Linked DNA regions of Sus scrofa: region 2 is linked to region 1. The links are chromatin contacts, called in public HiChIP or PLAC-seq maps. All regions are on one chromosome and are shown on one strand. The core of a region is the stretch at or near the end of the contact, and the rest is flanking DNA. Distances in the headings are between cores, read along the strand shown. Region 1 holds the start of RBM39 (RNA-binding protein 39). Region 2 overlaps PHF20 (PHD finger protein 20).

Region 1 (2,829 bases), core at 162-2,661:
ACCACATTTCACGGCAAGGGATCCTTAACCCACTGAACAAGGGATCAAACCCGAGTCCTCATGGATGCTAGCTGGGTTCACTAACCACTGAGCCATGATGGGAACTCCCATAACTTTTTTGATGATTAAGTATTAGCCAAACATTTTACAGCTATCACATTAATCCTCACTATACTCCTATTAGACCATTCATTCATTCACTCACATCCAATATCCACCTGGCTGGTATGCGGCTAAGGGATGAGAAATAGCTGTTAAGCATTATTCACCTAGGTCAGGATCAAGAAGTTAAGCCTATTAACTATAACCTTTTTCATAGGAGGAAATGAAGGAGAGGCTCCGATAGGTTAGTTTATTTGTCCAAGGTTACTCAGTGTTGGAGCACTTGCCCAAGCTCATTTCAAATCTTTGCCCTCAACCGTTAAGCTGTTAACATATTTTAAGTTTTCTTCAAGATTTTTTGCTTTTAAATTACCTATTTCTTTCAAAAAATTTTTTTCCTTTTTTTGGCCACACCCGTGGCAGATGGAAGTTCCATGGCCAGGGATCCAATTCGAGCTGCAGCTACGGCAACCCTGGCAGTTTGGGATCTTTAACCCATTGCTCCGGGGTAGGGGGTGGGGATCCAATACTTGCTGCAGCAGAAATGAGGGCTCCTTACCCCCCTTTGCCACAGGAGAACTCCTAAACATTTTTATCTTAGAGGTAAAAGCTTTATGGTCAGTGACCTGTCTGCTCCCCTCTCTTTTGCAGCACTGTAGCTCAAAGAACAAGTGGTGAATCTATATACTCTGCCAGGCATCTGGGAGGGAGGGTCCAAGTCCCAGGGGAATGGGGGATATTTTTGAAGAAACAATAGCAACCCTGACACAAGGCCAGACTATAAATTCGGAGGGCACAAACTTGGTCCCCTGCCAAGGAAAGCAGTATTTTTTCACCTTCTCTTTGCCTTTTCCCACTACTGTTTTGAAGATCGACAGAAGACGCAGCGCCTTAGTCCAGTGGCTCCAAAGGCCGAGGAAACCCAATTTCTGTTCTACAGCCTTAGCCCCCTGCCCCTGTACATCTCCTCTTGCCTTATCTCTTACATGATTTTCACTCCGTTCTCGCCCCTGCCGGAAAATCCACATATGATTTTCGTTTTCGTTTTATTCATCCACCATTTGGATTAGGTCGCTTTATGGCGACCTTGACGGACATCTAGGTGGGGGGCGCGGGGGAGGGGAGAAGCCGTCATCTCTGAGGGAGAAACCTTCAGACGGTTATGGGGTGGTGTCGCGAGGAGGCGGCAACCACAGAGCTCCATTCAGCTTAGAGTTTTGTATCAGATTGACAAAAAATGCACCAACTGCCTTCGCGTTTAGCGACTCGCGCCGTCTCGCGAGATGAGGAAGACTATCTGGAGGGGGGAGTCAAAAGCGGCTCCCCGGGTGGGGGATGGGAATATCTGTGGCGCAATCATTGCGCGAGATTGGGCTATGGTCACTAGGGCCCCATGCTTATTCTCGCGATGTTTTGGCCTTTCTGGCCTAGGAGTAGGGGCAACGTCTCGCGAGAGCCCGTGCTGAGGGCTCTGTGAGGCCCCGTGTGTTTGTGTGTGTGTATGTGTGTTGCTGAATGTGAGTACGGGGAAGCAGCGGCCGCCATTTCAGAGAGCCTGCCGAAGCTGTCGCAGGGGTGGATCCGGTGCTGCCGAAGCCGCCATCCATAACTCCCGCGTGGGCTCCTTTAATCCCATTGTTTCTTTTAGATTCGTTTGGGCCTATCCGCTCTTGGAGCCCGAAATTCGGGCTGGGCGGTATCGCGGCCTGGGCCTAGCGGCTTAACAGTTGCACCAGCGGCGGCAGCAGCAGCAGCAGCCCCCCTCTTTCCGAACCCAAGCACCGCAGGGGCCCGAAAGGCCACGCAGGTAAGGGGGCGTCGCGGATTCGCATAATGTTAGCGTTTTTTTGAGTTTGGTTTTTTTCTGGGTTGATGGGCACTTCTTAGGCCGTCTCATGCGGCGGGATTGGGGTGGGGGAGCAGTTCTCCAGAAATAGATTAAATTTCGGCGACCGCGCCCTTTTCCGGTCGGGGAGATTTCAGAGTTTGGGGGTGGTACGGGTTCTAGAGGGGCCGCGGGCAGATGGGGACCTGTCCTTTGGAGGCCTGGGCCGGCCGCGACCTCCCAACATGGCGCCAGCCGAACGCTGCCATGGCACACAACCCCTCCCAACTAAGGGAGTTTCCCTTTGCCCCTAAAATGGCAGCGCGGGTTTTGCGCGGAAAGAGGCGCTTTCGCTCGTTGGTCTTGGGTTCTGTTTTTGAGTAAGTAGGATTTTTAAAAATCGGGTAGTTAATCCGCTTTAGCGTTACCGGTCTTGGGGACATTTCATGTTTGATTGCCAAGCCTGCTAAAGTCCCACTTGAATCAATCTTTGTGGCTTTTGTTAAGTTTTGGAGTACGTCGGGTAAGAAGGAAATCTGGCAGAATTTTTAAATGTTTACTCACTTAATTTTCATTCTTAACTCTAGGCGTTTAGAGAAAATGGCAGACGATATTGATATTGAAGCAATGCTTGAGGCTCCTTACAAGAAGGTGAGAAAAAACATGTCGGTGAGGTTTATCTATTTCTTAATTTAGCAATATTCACGAAACTACTGCTGAAATGTAGACTAACCTCCCGGAGCCCTCTTGATTTATCTTATCAGAGATGCATTACTATAACTTACAAAAGTAAATATATGCTATTGATGTAATAATATTGTGCAGTAGTTTCACTTCAGCGTGATGAATAAATGCCCATCTATCTCTCTTTGTAGACTTGCCTAACGATATCTCACCTCTAC
Region 2 (3,109 bases), core at 187-2,686, 120 kb before region 1:
CTCCAGGGAACCTGGTTCAAAAGTTATGGGCAATCGAATTATCCTTGGAATAGAAGGTATACTACTGAAAACAATTTATTCCTGTTTTAGAAAGCAGTACGGAAATAAATATTTGCGAATAGTTACGGGTATTACCATTTAAATACTCTGTGCTCTCCCTCATGTTTAACAGATTTTCATTTGCAAGAACTGAGGCAAAGCACAGAGCTCTGTCCTAGGTTACCAGACTTAAAATCTCAAGTCACTCTTTGCTCTTGCCTCTCCAAAATTACTACTATACCTTAGTATATGAGAGGAAAAATGGTCCACAGAATCTGAATTTGCTATTTTTCTTGGCCACATCTACAACATGAGGAAGTTCTTGAGCCCAGGATAAAACTCCTGACCTGAGCCACCGCAGTGATTCTTAACCAGCTGCACCACAGGAAAACTCCCTTGAATTTGCTTTTAATAATGGTGTTTGGTATAACACTAAGGAATGCTTGTGGGGGTTTTTTGGTGGGGGGGTAGAAATAGACTATAAAATGTCTCCTAATAATCCCTGCTTCCTGGTACCCACATCCATGTGTAATCCCCTCCCCTTGAGTGTGGGCAGGACCTATAACATGCCTCTAATAGAACAGACAAAGATGAGAGGGTGTCCCTTTCATGATTATTAAGATTGTAGCATCCATCTCACTTGCTGGCTGGATGAAACAAGCTGCTATGTTGTGAGCTACTCAGATGCATGTGGCATGGAACTGAGAGTGCCCACAAAAAAGCTGGCCCTCAGTCTGACAACCTGCAAAAAATTGAATGCTACCAACAACCTGTGAGACTGGAAGCATATCCTTCCACAGTAGAGTTTTCAGATAAGACTACAGCCCTGGTCAACCCCTTGATGGCAGCCTTGCAGAGAAGCCTGTTAAGCTGTGCTTGAACAGTTAACCCACAAAAACTGTGAGAAAGTAAATATGTTGTTTTAAGCTATGTTTGTGAATACTGTCACATAGCAAGTGAGTAGAATCAGAAGCCCACTTGTTTTCTATTTGTTTGGGTAATGCTTTATACTTTTCCTTTTACAATAAGCACTTATTACTTTCTTACTTAAAAAAAAAAAGTTTTTAAACAATGTTTTCTAAAGCTTGGCCTAGAAATAATGTTCCATATAGCTGGGGTTTTTGTATGTCCATTGCCTGTACCTCAAAACCTCAGAGTCGGATGACTATGATGATGGTATTCATCCTGGCTAGCAATACTCAGTCTGGTATTCTAAGCCCATGTCATTCTGAGCACCATATTACCTTCCAAACTCATCTCCTATTAATTAATCCAAAATGGGCCTCAGCAGCTGCCCCGGCCAATTCCTGGCCCCAGGAATAGCTTCTTCACACTCTCATAGCTTGCACCTCTGCTAATGGTGTGCCCTCTCCCTGCCATTCCTACCCACCTGAGCCAAGTCTTTACTGCCACCCAGACTTAGCTCGTTCCAAATGCATGAAGGCGTCCAGATGGCCCTGGCTTGCAGGCACCACATGCTATCAACACCTGGCACAAACAACAATTTGCTGCACCCTATCTTTAGCACTGCAGAGCTGCTCCTGGATCTTGCTATCTGTCACTTCTCCAGCCAGAGGATAAGGCTCATTGTCCTGTGTTCCCTCAGAACCAACCCCTAATACAGCTGGTATTCTTGTCAATGAGGATACCACATGACCCCTATAGTTTAATACTTTTTTGACATGTACTTCAAATACTATGAATAAAACATTTTCCAGGTCTATGAAGGAAAAACTTTCTCAGCTATGAAGCATCAAAAAGCAACCAAAGAGAAACATGAACAAATTTAAATATTCACAGCAAATCCAGTCAAATGCTTAGAATTAAAAAAAAAACAAAGTGTCCATAAACAGAGGGATAGTAAATTATGAGAAGTCTACACTATATAATTCTAACAAGCCATTTAAAAGAATGAAGTAGCTCTGTACTTACTGATATGGATCATGTCAAGATACATTATCAAGTCAGAAAAGGAAGTTGATCAGTACATATTCTATGACCCCACATATGGTTACACATGGGAAAAAACGTATTATAAAAATGCCCAGAGGCGTTCCCATTGTGGCACAGCAGAAACGAATCCGACCAGGAACCATGGGGTGGCAGGTTCGATCCCTGGCCTTGATCAGTGGGTTAAGGATCCAGCGTTGCTGTGAGCTGTGGTGTAGGTCGCAGACGCAGCTCAGATCCCAAGTTGACATGGCTGTGGCGTAGGCCAGCGGCTACAGCTCCGATTGAACCCCTAGCCTGGGAACCTCCATATGCCGTGGGTGCAGCCCTGAAAAGACAAAAAAAAAAAAAAAAAAAAAAAAAGCACAGAAAGGAAACCATAAGGATAGATATCAAACTGTTGGCAGCTCTAGTGAGGAGCTCAAGCTAGGAAAGCAGGTAGTAAAGAGGAACTTTCACATTTTCTCTGTATGCCCCAGGAGCCATGAGCACACCTAGCACTCAGCTCTTGGTTCCTCACTACAGTTCTCCATGTAAAGTGGAGAAAGGGCTTCTTACAGAAAAGACTGAATCCAAGATTGGATAAGAACAATATAAGCTTGGAACATCTTGTTATGCCACAAAGTAAAGATGACAAAGGAACCAGTTTGAAGGGCTCCCACTGGCCAAATGTGGGACAATAATTGATTAAAATAAATAATGATAGAGACAGACTGTAACCCAGAGAACAAAAGAATCCATCAGTCCATGTGGATATAAAAAGAAAGAAAAGGAGTTCCCTACTGGCCTAGCGGTTAAGGATTTGGCATTATTAATAACTCAGGTTTGATCCCAGGCCCCAGAATGGAAGAAGCAGGGAGGAAGTCAGGACAGGCAGGCTCTTCCTTACAATAGAATACAAACTAACAAGTGTAGAAGAAAAGATGAGAGTTAGAAATAACCGTTTGGCAGGCATCAAAGTAAAATTTTTATCAGGAGGAATTCCCATCATGACTCAGTCTTTAACAAATCCAACTAGTAACCATTGGGTGGCAATCCCTGGCCTCGCTCTAGTTGGTTAAGGATCTGGCATTGCCATGAGCTGCAGTGTAGGTTATAGACATAGCTTGGATCTGGCATT

What was found. HiChIP or PLAC-seq counts read pairs in DNA pulled down with a chosen protein or histone mark.
Region 2: a contact with region 1 is called in an H3K27ac HiChIP or PLAC-seq map of skeletal muscle. The contact joins the enhancer-like site here to the promoter of RBM39 in region 1. A contact is called at or near these places in 5 of 47 Hi-C or Micro-C datasets (embryonic fibroblasts, fetal heart ventricle, fetal skeletal muscle and 1 more) and 2 of 2 datasets of contacts at active chromatin or transcription factors (alveolar macrophages and skeletal muscle).

What each region holds. Positions count from the first base shown.
Region 1 is chr17:39,063,385-39,066,213 of Sscrofa11.1, reverse strand. It overlaps RBM39 (RNA-binding protein 39), which reads left to right and starts at 1,411. Exons shown (of 17, transcript XM_021078281.1): 1 at 1,411-1,909; 2 at 2,515-2,578; 3 at 2,803-2,829.
Region 2 is chr17:39,186,243-39,189,351 of Sscrofa11.1, reverse strand. The region is part of intron 9 of PHF20 (PHD finger protein 20); the gene reads right to left. Among named protein-coding and RNA genes, the nearest start is that of CNBD2, 58 kb to the left of the region's middle. Within about 2 kb of position 1,436, at least 2 of the 83 cell types and tissues checked have an H3K27ac peak or open chromatin away from gene starts, as enhancers often do. A contact at or near this core is called in skeletal muscle, where this site is marked.